Linked DNA regions of Xenopus laevis: region 1 is linked to region 2. The links are chromatin contacts, called in public Hi-C maps. All regions are on one chromosome and are shown on one strand. The core of a region is the stretch at or near the end of the contact, and the rest is flanking DNA. Distances in the headings are between cores, read along the strand shown. Region 1 overlaps nfib.L (nuclear factor I B L homeolog). Region 2 holds the start of nfib.L (nuclear factor I B L homeolog).

Evidence for each region. Hi-C and Micro-C count contacts between places; a contact is called where the count stands out from the background.
Region 1: a Hi-C map of the XL177 cell line shows a contact between it and region 2, with 2.7 times the contacts expected there. The contact joins the enhancer-like site here to the promoter of nfib.L in region 2. A contact is called at or near these places in 2 of 4 Hi-C or Micro-C datasets (the XL177 cell line and the XTC cell line).

The regions. Positions count from the first base shown.
Region 1 is chr1L:134,568,505-134,574,385 of Xenopus_laevis_v10.1, reverse strand. The region is part of intron 3 of nfib.L (nuclear factor I B L homeolog); the gene reads right to left. Among protein-coding and RNA genes, the nearest start is that of nfib.L, 59 kb to the right of the region's middle. Within about 2 kb of position 2,680, at least 1 of the 7 cell types and tissues checked has an H3K27ac peak or open chromatin away from gene starts, as enhancers often do.
Region 2 is chr1L:134,510,495-134,516,014 of Xenopus_laevis_v10.1, reverse strand. nfib.L (nuclear factor I B L homeolog) reads right to left here and starts at 3,520. Exons shown (of 12, transcript NM_001095703.1): 1 at 3,320-3,520; 2 at 2,699-2,833. The coding sequence starts at 3,349.

The DNA.
Region 1 (5,881 bases), core at 1,431-3,930, 59 kb before region 2:
ACTAATCTCCCCGAGTCTGCCTGTGTGCCCTGACCCTTAAAAGTTCTTCATTATCTGTGAATGCTACATAAAGGATAAAAATATGCTATCATCAGTGTTTATTTAAGAGCATATTGGATAAAACATTACTGTATAATTTAGCATGTGATAGCACTGTAACCATACCAGTCCAGGCAGGATTGGGTGGGAGGGTACAAATAGTATTTAAAAGTACAGGATATAAAGGGCACAAGAGGTAGATAATCCAAAATAAACTTGACAGGATGACCAGCAATGACCTCTTCTAACTCAGAAATCAGATAAGCAGCAAATATACTTGCTTTGGATCAGGTAAAACTAGTCAGTCAAGATGCTCTTTTTCAATGATAAGGCTGTAAAGAGAAAAAACCCATAGTGCAGCTTTAATCATAAGGGTTTCTATTTAGAGAGAGGCACTTTATCACTTTTTTTTTAATAGTGCTGCATAACATCTAGCTGAGTGTTTCTCCTTAATGTTGCCTTACAAATTTGCATTAATCTGCTATATTTTTCACATTCTGTTTTATATGACCATCTGTTCACTCTCTATTTTGTTATTCGCTGTATTGCAGATGTATCCCTTTGGAGGATCGCTTGGCCCGTTATTGCATTCTATAGTCATATAGGAAGACCTGAATGGATTGTAGCCAGTAGAAAGCTACCTAAGGTCCTGTAAATTATATAAGCAATGGATAAATCAGTTCATACCAAAGCAGACAACCTGCTGTATAGCACTAAAATACATACCCAGGCACATCATAAACATACAGTTTTTATTACTGCTATACTGAACAGAAACGTCAAGAAGGGTCCGTGACAAAGGCACATAACTTTCACAAAACAGGGGTTATTGCAAGACTTCCCAATTTTAAATGACAAAAGTACAAATTAAAGGTTGTTATGTATACATATGAATGTATAGAATAGAAACTATTATATATAATATAGGGGTGCTTACAGTTACTTTATGATTCTATTAATAATTAGCTTAACATCAGCATATATAATTTACTACAGAAAGCCTTTATTTTTCTTACATCTTACATGTCAATGTGTGACCAAAGTTATCTTGAAAAATATCAAACAGTTGCTTTACTTTACCAACCACGTCTTTATCGGACATTAAAGCACTTATCTTAAACAGATAAATGTGTGAAAAAAGCTCAGTCATATAAAGAAGTGTTGGAGATTTTTCACTGTACTAAGCCATATGTTACTGTGCATATTGCTGTTATATTTTAGATGTTTCTTCTGTTATAAATTATATGGATTACAGAAGCAGTTGGTGTTACTATGTAAAGACACTAAGCAACAGCTAAAGAAGAATTATAGTTTGTATTAAGGATATTATCCCCTGTACTACATGTATTAGTATATGGGTGTTTCTCCTTAATGCACTCAGTGCACATAACGCAACAAGCGGACGGGTGCTCGGATAGGCTGTTTAAGTCTTGTGGGACATTAGCTTAAGTGTAAATCCCAGAATGGACATCACTCTCCCATATCTGACCCACAATGATACCAGGAAAACTTCCTGACCGTGTGGGTCAAAACAGAAAGCTAATTATTAGCCATGTTAAAGTAAAGCTGGCCACAGAAGCAAAGATCCGATCGTATGAATCAACGTAGGATCGGACTTTCCCATCTCCCGACCTGCCACTTACCATTCAGATCAAAGTCTTACCATTCAGATCAAATAAAGTAGTTAAAGAACAGATAAGCCGATGCAATCGTCCGACAAAGCTAGTGACAATCTCCAACTGAAAATCGTACCATCGGCAATACACGCAGAGATATTATCGTCAGCCGACAGAAATTTTCTAACCTGTCCGATCGACCAAACGACCGATCTCCGCCTGATGAAAAATGTCGGGACTCTCCACACACGGTCTGAAAATCGCACGAATCCTCAATTCGTACAATCGGATCTTTGCGTCTATGACCAGCTTAACAGTCTCAGCATATTGGGTTACAGTCAGGGCAAAATTTTAAATACTGCACTGCACTCAAACTTACTAGTAATTCCCTTGATTAGATTTTCTTTTGAAACAGAGAGCAAAAAGAATGATGTCTCAGGAAGGCAGACAACCATAAGCACCACCCTACTACCTCTATTAATGTCCATAATGAAGTAAGTATAATATGGGCCCAAGTGGAAATCTGACAGCACTCTAATAAATCAAACAACTCATACAAAAATGAACAACAGGTGTTTTTGCTTTGAGGCCCCCTCTGTTCAAATTTTGGATTATAACACGGCACAGTCACCCTGCTTTAGTGTTTCAAGGGCATTCAGAAGAGCAGATAAGCATTTGCTGCTTTAAAATTTCCATGCCACTGGCTGAAAACCTCTATTCTACACAATTTTCAAATCTGTTAATTTATGACTCTGACTTTTTTTTCCTATAATGCTGTATTTCACAATGCTTTACTTAAGATTCCTGGGAAATGTTAACTACCAGTCTATTATTATAACTATGAGTTCTGTTCCTGCTTCTGACCACAATTCATTCCTCTAATCCTTCAGGCAAGATCTCTCTTAAAGAAACTCTGTCACACCCCAGGGAGAATAATGGTGTTTCTGCATTTGAAAGAACTAATGACTTGTCAAAAGCTTCCATAAGTTGCTTTAGGGGGTGCCCCAAGCAGCTGATCAAGGGGGTTCCCTGTAGCCATGCCTGTAAGCAATATCTGTCCTGTGCCTCTTTCACTCTCTGGTAGTCAACATTGAGCTTAACCAGACGAATATCTGACACAACAATACTGATCAGCAGCAGCAATAAATCTTGGGATCTCCATGAGCTGAAATGTAACAAAGGGTGACTAGAGGGCCAAAACATCTATTCTAAGGCCTCAGTCACATGTTTATGGAGTCCTTCATGCTGTTTAAGTCTCATTACAAGGTATGACAAATCTCCTTAAAAGGATTCTGTCATGGGAAAACATTTTCCAATGGACAGTGACACTTGTGCAATAATTCATGCATAATATTACAAATAAAATCCATGTGTAAAATCTGTGAGGGGATACCTGGCAAACAGAAAATTTAGATTGATAACCAAAACAAAAAGCAAAGATATTATTCTGAATACAAATTCACTACCATATTTTCTTTAAACCAGTAATGCAATTAATTATGAGTTATTTAAGTCTGTATTCACATTTAAGGCTATTTGTTTAACCTAGTACATTTTGTTTTGCTACTTTGATATGAATAATGCTTGACTCTCAAAGCCGTTTCTGAGGGTATCAGTGTATGGTGCCATTTCATTTAATACTTGTTCAAAAGGTCAGCTCTGGTAGAACGGATGTTTGCAAAGAGAACAAGGAAAAATATTGTTTGGCATATCCACTAAACCAAAAGTAATGACATTTATGTGTTCAGGAGGGATTAAAGTTGCAGCTTCCCTGTGCAGCGAGTAGGCTCACTACTTAGAATTATAAAAGAACAACTGAAAGACTCTTGCATTAAATGTTGTAATACACACATTCCAACATAAAGCAATTATTTTCTTCAAGCCAAAAATAGAAAAAAAACTTTATACTGATATAAAATGTAAAACAACCACAACTTTTTTTTACATTTTCATAAACAGGTTTAAAAACAATTAGTTGTTGTAAAGCTTAACTTGTTTCCCTACCTTTATAGGATACTTTATCTAGAACAAATTCCACCCATTTTGCTGCCAGCTATTAAAAAAACTGAATGGCCACATAAATGAACATTTTCCATACTTCTCCTTTTTTCTTTGGAATTATTTCAGATTCAGATTCAAAGTTCTGCCTCTACCTCAAAGTGAACACTTTACCACTTGATTTCCCCCCCCCACCCCAAACAATATAAAAAACATAATCCACTTTTAGAACAATGACTCATGCCTTGTTTAAATTAATCATTTGCTTTATATTATAAATGTCATTTTTATATATGTATATATTTTAAACCAAAGCCATAACGTTTAAATATATTAATATTCAATATATTCTGTATTCTGCCACTAGGTGGAGAATGCATTAAAAACACACAATGGCATTGTTGCAAAAGGCTACTGAGTTCTTTGGATCTCAAATAAACCAAAAGCAGTGTTTGGAAGGGGAACACTGATGCTACATTTTTACATTATTATCATTCTGCTGAGCTTATTTGGCCTTTAGGTTTCCACATTGCTACAGGTACTTTTCTGTTCTCGTGTTCTCCCTTTTGCTTTGTGACCTCTAACTTTAAAGGCCACTGAAGTATATGGGAAAGTGTATACTAGTGCCACTATTTACAGTTACCTAACATACACACAGATTTTGCCTCACCTTTTCCATTATATTTGCTACATTTTCACTGGTTCCCCTTAAACCAAACATGTTTTAAGGCATGCATAAGAAACTTTTAAACTGTATCTCAGATTACACTAGAAACCTTCAACCTTTTTCATTGTACCAGAGTAAATGTGTTGTAAATTACAGGAAAATGATCATTAAGAGAAAAATTCCTGTACATAGATTTGTTTATATGAGGGCTAAAAATGAAAGCTGGAAGTTGCAGTAAAATCTTAACTATAACTTAACTGAAATACAATCAAGTTTATAATGCACTAAGCCAGTGGGGGGGGGGGCAACATGCATATAGAAAGGGGCCTCAGTCCTTTTTGTATGCTGTATGTGCATCCTAAAAGGACCCTTGGAAGGTGCAACGGAGCATAAAGAGGCTGCATACTGCACCAAGGTCACCTGTTGGGCATCACTGTGTTAAACTAAGAAAACACTGTAGGGGTCATTTATCTACACTGGGCAAATTTGCCCATGGGCAGTAACCCATGGCAACCAATCAAATTGCTGCATTCATTGTTCTACTTGCAACTGGCTTTAAAAAGCGAATCACTGATTGGTTGCTATAGGTAACTGCCCATGGCAAATTTGCCCAGTGTTGATAAATGAGCCCCAGTGAATGCTGTGCCTGTAAAACACAACACAGAAGACACCACTCTAATACTCATATGTGCATCCTCATTATATACTGTATGTGTTTTACTTTGTAAAATTTAGATAACAATATCATAAAAGTCCATGTTGTACAAGTCCTAAATGGGTCTAGTTTTTATATAATCACTGTGTTTTACATGCAGCTGAGTAAAGTTCCCTACATGTCATATCCATTTCATTTTTGCTCATGAAGTTACCTTTTAATTCATGTAGAATACTTGCAATTATAAATTTATGGCTGGAGCTATTTTATCTTTGCTATCATGCCCAGACTTTATTAAAAAACACACATAAAAAGAACATATCTTCACAGGAATGTCCCAGTTGGAGTGACACACACTTTCACTGTCAAGAAGCAGGCTTGTGGTTTGGCTGTTATTGGGTATTTGAGTGGATGCTGCTAGAAGAGGCAGTTCATCTGGCATCTTTCATCGTGACTATGCAGTAAATTATTGCGAGCAGCATTTTATCACTGGTTCAGCCTTGGTTTTTTAACAGGGCCTGCGGACAAGTAGTACTTTCTGCGTCATGAGAGAGGAAATCCAAAATGAATCATTTCCATCCCTGGTTGCTCCATGTGGTTAACATTTTAACTTTAGAAAGTGTTACACACAGTGCTTTAAAAATATCATGGAATGTGAATCATATAATTGAATTATTGAAATGGAGAACATTCCTAAAGGGGGTGTTTACCTGCTACCCTTCATTCTACCGCACTAAAGCCAGACCTTAGCCCGTCAGCTGTTGTAAAACAACTCTAATAATCCTCTGCTACCACAGGGTCGCTGTTTAAAAGAAAACTTTATTTATGATCTATGGAGATTTGGGGTTAAATGCAAACACTACTTTAAAGCAGCAATTTTTTTGGAAATTATTGTTAGCTGACCTG
Region 2 (5,520 bases), core at 2,271-4,770:
GGTTTAAAGGCTTTCATGTTTGCGAATGTAAACAAATATGTATTACTATTGAGTACTTACCCCTTTGCGTATATATATATATATATATATATATATATATATATATATATATTTACAGATTACATGACTGATCGTCCAGTAAATATTTAAAGCATATGGGCCTAAACATAGCATTTAACTTTTGTGACCTATAAATTCAAGAATCCTTCTTTTCAAAAAGTTTTAGAAGGCAACATCAATATGATTACTGTGAATAAAATAAGTTAGATAGGGCAAAAAGTTTTAATGACTTCTATTTTCTATAGCACCAAACAATACCCCACAAATACACACACAGACAATTATGCATACACTTAACTAAAGAACTCTACCAGATATCACTCTGTCTGACACTTCTGTAGACAAGCATGTCCTAATCCTGTCGTAAATTAATGTTTTTTTTAATTTATGCAGCAACAACATTTTTTTACACAAATCATAAACAAATAATTAGAGTCCCCTACTAAAGGAAGCATATACTTTTCTTCTCTCAACCTATATCAGAATCTGTGAATAAATTACCAATTAAAATATTTAAGTCTGGGCTCTCTAGCACACACATTCCTATACTGCGCATATTAAACACTGGGTGGTATTCAAAATTTTTACTAGCAATTCATATTATATATAAACATATATACATAGATGTGTGTGCTTATATATGTATATGTATATACACTAGATATATAGTTATAGATATACATATGTATAAATATTTTGTATGTTTTGTGCCAGGGAAGGAGCACCATTGGATCATAGGCACACCTCTATAGATATATTTAGAATTGATATTGGTGAATATATCCAAGCTGCATTATCTTTTTATTAAGACAAAATGAAAACATTGAAAAAAAGGACTACACTGAAAATGAAGATTTGGGTGGTAGAAAAATAAAAAAGTTATAATGTATGACCCTGTAAAACTTTAAAAAAACAAAACATGAATCCTGAGTCTCCATTATTAAAATACATCTAAGTCACTCAGACTCCCATGCCAAGCAAAATATAAACAGTACAAAAAAGTGTCAGCCAAAAAAACGACACGGCTGCGTCCAATCACTGAATAAGTCTTATCATTGTTTTCATCTTCATTCACAATTTGGGAAAGCCTCAGTCCTATTGAAGAGCAATGGGTTCTAATTGTGAAACCATTTAAATGTTCATTACTTGCACATTTCAGCAAATGGCTCAGCTCTTGTCTGAGCAAGCATGTCCTGCTTTTAAAGTAAATATATTTTATCAACTTGATATTATAAGAAAAAGTTAGAGACGTGTGATCTGTGTTAAGAAATATGTTTTTCCCCCAGGGCGCTTGTGCGTCTTTCCAAAAATTCTAATTCTTGGGGATGCGTATGTTTAATAGGCAATTATTCTAATAGCACATAGTAAGAGAAAATTGCCATCCTTTCCCAATAAGCATATTAGTCTGCGTTACCTAAGTGTGTTACTTTGTTCCGATAACACTGGCTTTAATTTGACCATACAATGTAAAAAAAAAAAGCCTGAATGTTCTTGAAAAGTGAATTAAAGTAACATACATCTGAATGTCTTTGCAAACAGGAGGGAAAAGATTTTCAGGGATATTTTTTTATTAACTGTCCATGAACCGGGAATCGGGAAAAAAATTATTCATTTATTCTTGTTACTAAGAAAAAAAAAATCTAAATCTGCCCCCTTGCCAGAAAGAAAAAGCAAAAAATGTAGTGTTCGTTTTAAAAAAAGATCCCATCTTGCATGCCAGTGGGTAGGCAAACGTGAAAATAATACAATTACATTCTTACTATTTAGTATATTGTTCTGTTTTAGAGGAAATGCATCGTTATGTTTCCAATGTTATAGAAGATTTTAAATTGCTTTCCCTGTTGCTTAAACAACCAACTTTTCTTTGTATATTTTTTATCTGCTGATCTTGTACAATGGCCGTTAAGTATTACGTTTTTTTTCGCTGTCATGGTGAAATAGTAATAAAAAAAGAAGAAAAGAAACGCTGACAGAGTGCATCATTAAATACAATCTGTCTAACTTAAATGCTAATGTCTATTTGATACATAATGGCCAATGTGCTTTTAGGGGGATCATAAATCAGTGCAAAGCACTAAATAGGGATCTTCGACCTGCTGCTTTTGCTGTTATTTAGCTACTACTCCCTGCAAGTCTTCCCTGGGTTTGCAAAGGTTTGGGAGAAAGTGTCAGATACAAGAGAGAGCCACAGGTTGACAATATGTGCCCCGCAGTGCACGTATTTTCCCTTTGAGCACAAGCAGTGCCAAAATAGAAGTAAATCGTTACAGATCCATAAGAGACTGCATGCAGCATTGAGGCTGATATATATATATGTATATCTATATATATATATATATATATATATATATATATATATATATATATATATATATATATATATATATATATATATATATATATATATATATATATATTCTTATTTGTCATAATGAACTGTAAACTATTTCAGTGCTAGGAGCCCGCGAGACGGTACAGTACAACAACATTCTTTCGCTATCCACTAGAACGTCCTAGGAACGCCAGGGCCCGTATCAATACCCCCCCCCCCCCCCGCCGCCCCCCATCATAGGACCCTGACCCCCACGCTCTGTGCAAATGGAACGTTCCCCCAGATACCAAGCAACTCGGGACCTACCACTGGGGAGAACGGTGCGGGGAAACGTTCTTCTAACGTCTCCTGTAGCAATGGGCTGCCATAGACATTCGATAAAATACTAGTGTCTCCGAGATAGGTTGGGAGGGAGGGAGCCTTAATGAGTGACACCGTTTTCTGCAAGAGATAAAAAAATATGTATACAAAACTGCTCCTAATTTTTGCCACAGAGCATGGAAACAACGATGTTATAGGAATGAGAAAATACACAAGAGAACTGGCAGGAAACTCCAAGCAAAGAGGAATAGCGGAGGAGTGCTATGAAGTGTACGTCAGGCATAATCACACCTGCACGGCTCGGGGAGCCTTTATTCCTACACAGGCGACCGGGGCCCCTCTAGCTTCTGGGGATGTACTACGAGTGATTAACTTGAGGCTATCTGTAAAGGGATGCGCGGCCGTGCTGCTGCCCACTACGGAGCACGCGAGACTGAAAGAGTAGCAGTCCCCCCTTAAACACAAAGTTAGGTGCCTACGCCAAAGTTAGGCGGCAGCTCCCACCTGCTAGTGGCGGGGGTGCGGCGCCCTTATCGCTGCCGCTAGACACGGGGAAGGATGGAAGTGGCCCTGAGAGTAACCCACCGGCAGAAGCCCTGCTCGTACCTGAGTCAGGCAGATAGGAGAATACATCATGGCTTGGCTTGGTGCGATCCCTCGAAAAGCATCCAAAAGAAAGTTCACCTATTCATGGTACATTAGGGCTAAATAGGGAAATGCTCTCTCTCTGTCCGTCCGCCGGTCTTCCTTAAATCCGCCCGGCTTATGCAAAGGCCGGCTGAGTGTTTCCCCTGCACGCTCGGACTGGCACTCTTAAGGTGGCACCGCAACGCGCCTCTATGCTGGCGTGCCCGCCCTCTCTCTCGCTTTCATGGGCAAAGCGCTGTTCCCCGAGCTGCAGCCGCTACTCGTGCGATCCTGCAAACTTCCCAGGAAGGAGAAGAAGAAGAAGAAGACGATGAGTAATTGGGGTGGGATGAAGGCTCCACTTGGCCGGCTCTCAGCAGTCAGTATTGTGCGCTTGTGCAGGCTCTTTATATCGTATCGATAATAAAAGGAGTGATGGGATGATGCATTATCTATAGCTCCCAATAAGCATGTGCTGCTGCTGCTGCTGCAAGTCTCGCATTAGCTCTCTCCTCTCTCACTCACTCCCTCTCTCTCTGCCGCTCTCTCCCTCTCTACAGCTCGCAGGCACACAGCACCGGTTACACCCTCTGCACCGTTTCAGCTTTCCAAATCAGACTTGAGATTTTTTTATTATTATTATTATTTAATTACACAATCAACAAGGAGACACACTCCTCCCCTTAGTGCGTTGTGCGCTGTCCTCCTATATGTACCTCCTCCCCTTTATCATAGCCACACTTGCAGGGTACCGGCGCCTTGCCGGGGGAGGAGGGGTTAACGGTCTCTTATGGATATTATAGGGGGGGAGGGTGCCTGCCTCATCCGCCTCACTCATCAAACATATAGTAATGCACTGGCCTTGGCCCCTACTACAATGCTGCTGCTGCCCATGGGGTGAACAGCATCAATATACATCATCAATATATCCCAGTATTAAATACAGGTAAGGCTAGCCAGTGACCAGCTTTGGATGAACTACTACTCACATCATCAGTGGCTTAACTAGATTTAACTGGGCCCCACAGCAAATTAATTTTGGGGCCCTCAACATAACTAAAAGTTGTCCTTTTTTACCAATATATGTTGGTACCTCCTGGGCCCCGTGCAGCCGCAGGGTCTGCTTGCTCTGAAGTTACACCCCTGCCCATCATGCTAGGAGATGGAGTTTCCTACGATGAAGCGGAGGTAGTAATAGACTGGATGTTTCTGCATCAATGGTATCAACTGCTATCTATAATTGCCTAGTAGAGAGACAAATGTATGTCCACGACATATACACATACCACACATATTTTCACATATTCAGATTCCATCTGAATCCACTACACTCTATGGTACTTTCTGCTGTATAACTCCAGACATAGGGTCAAGCCTGTGGCATTATACCAAGGTTGGCATGAGGGCCGCAGTAGTGTTATGTAACATTGTGTTGTTCTAAGAGCTCATTGGTGGTAACATATTTTAAGGCAATAGCATAATTACATCAGCATTTTTTTGTATGTTCAGGCGTGCCACGCGATACAATGGCACATTTGGCACCTACACAATATTTGCAGCTTTAGCAGTAATATTTATAGCAGAAGCATTCATGTCTAATAGGAATATATGTATTGGTATTTTTGTAGCCCATTCTTATTAAATTGCCCTCCATAATAAAGAATTGTATATGCTAAATTTACAGTTTTACACCATCCTCATCCCAAATCCACCACACATGCTTCTTACACATAAAATTAACAATTTTATAAACACAGAATGTGTTTTCCTTTTTTCCTAAATTATTACACATGCGGTGAGCAAAGTAAGCTCTATGCCATATACTATTTACTAATTCTGCATAAAGTGCTTGTAATATTAGCACATATCTATTCCTCCACAAATACACAACTATCACAAGCTATATCTCCATCAGCCAATATCCTGCAAAATAACAAGATTGTCTCTATATAATAACTAGTTGGCTGCCTTTTTATACGCCCTGTCCCTCACCTCTTGATTTCCCACCCCCTGCCCTCCCTCTTTGCGGTTATCTGGGGTGAGGGGAGCCGGGTGTGGCTCTTCCAGACTTTGTTAACTCTTTAGTTGCTCTGTCCAAAAGAGATGCCAGCAGATCACAAGAACAGGTGCAAGTAAGTCTGCCTTTTTTATATGAAGAGATTTTGTCTTTCTGTCAGGCT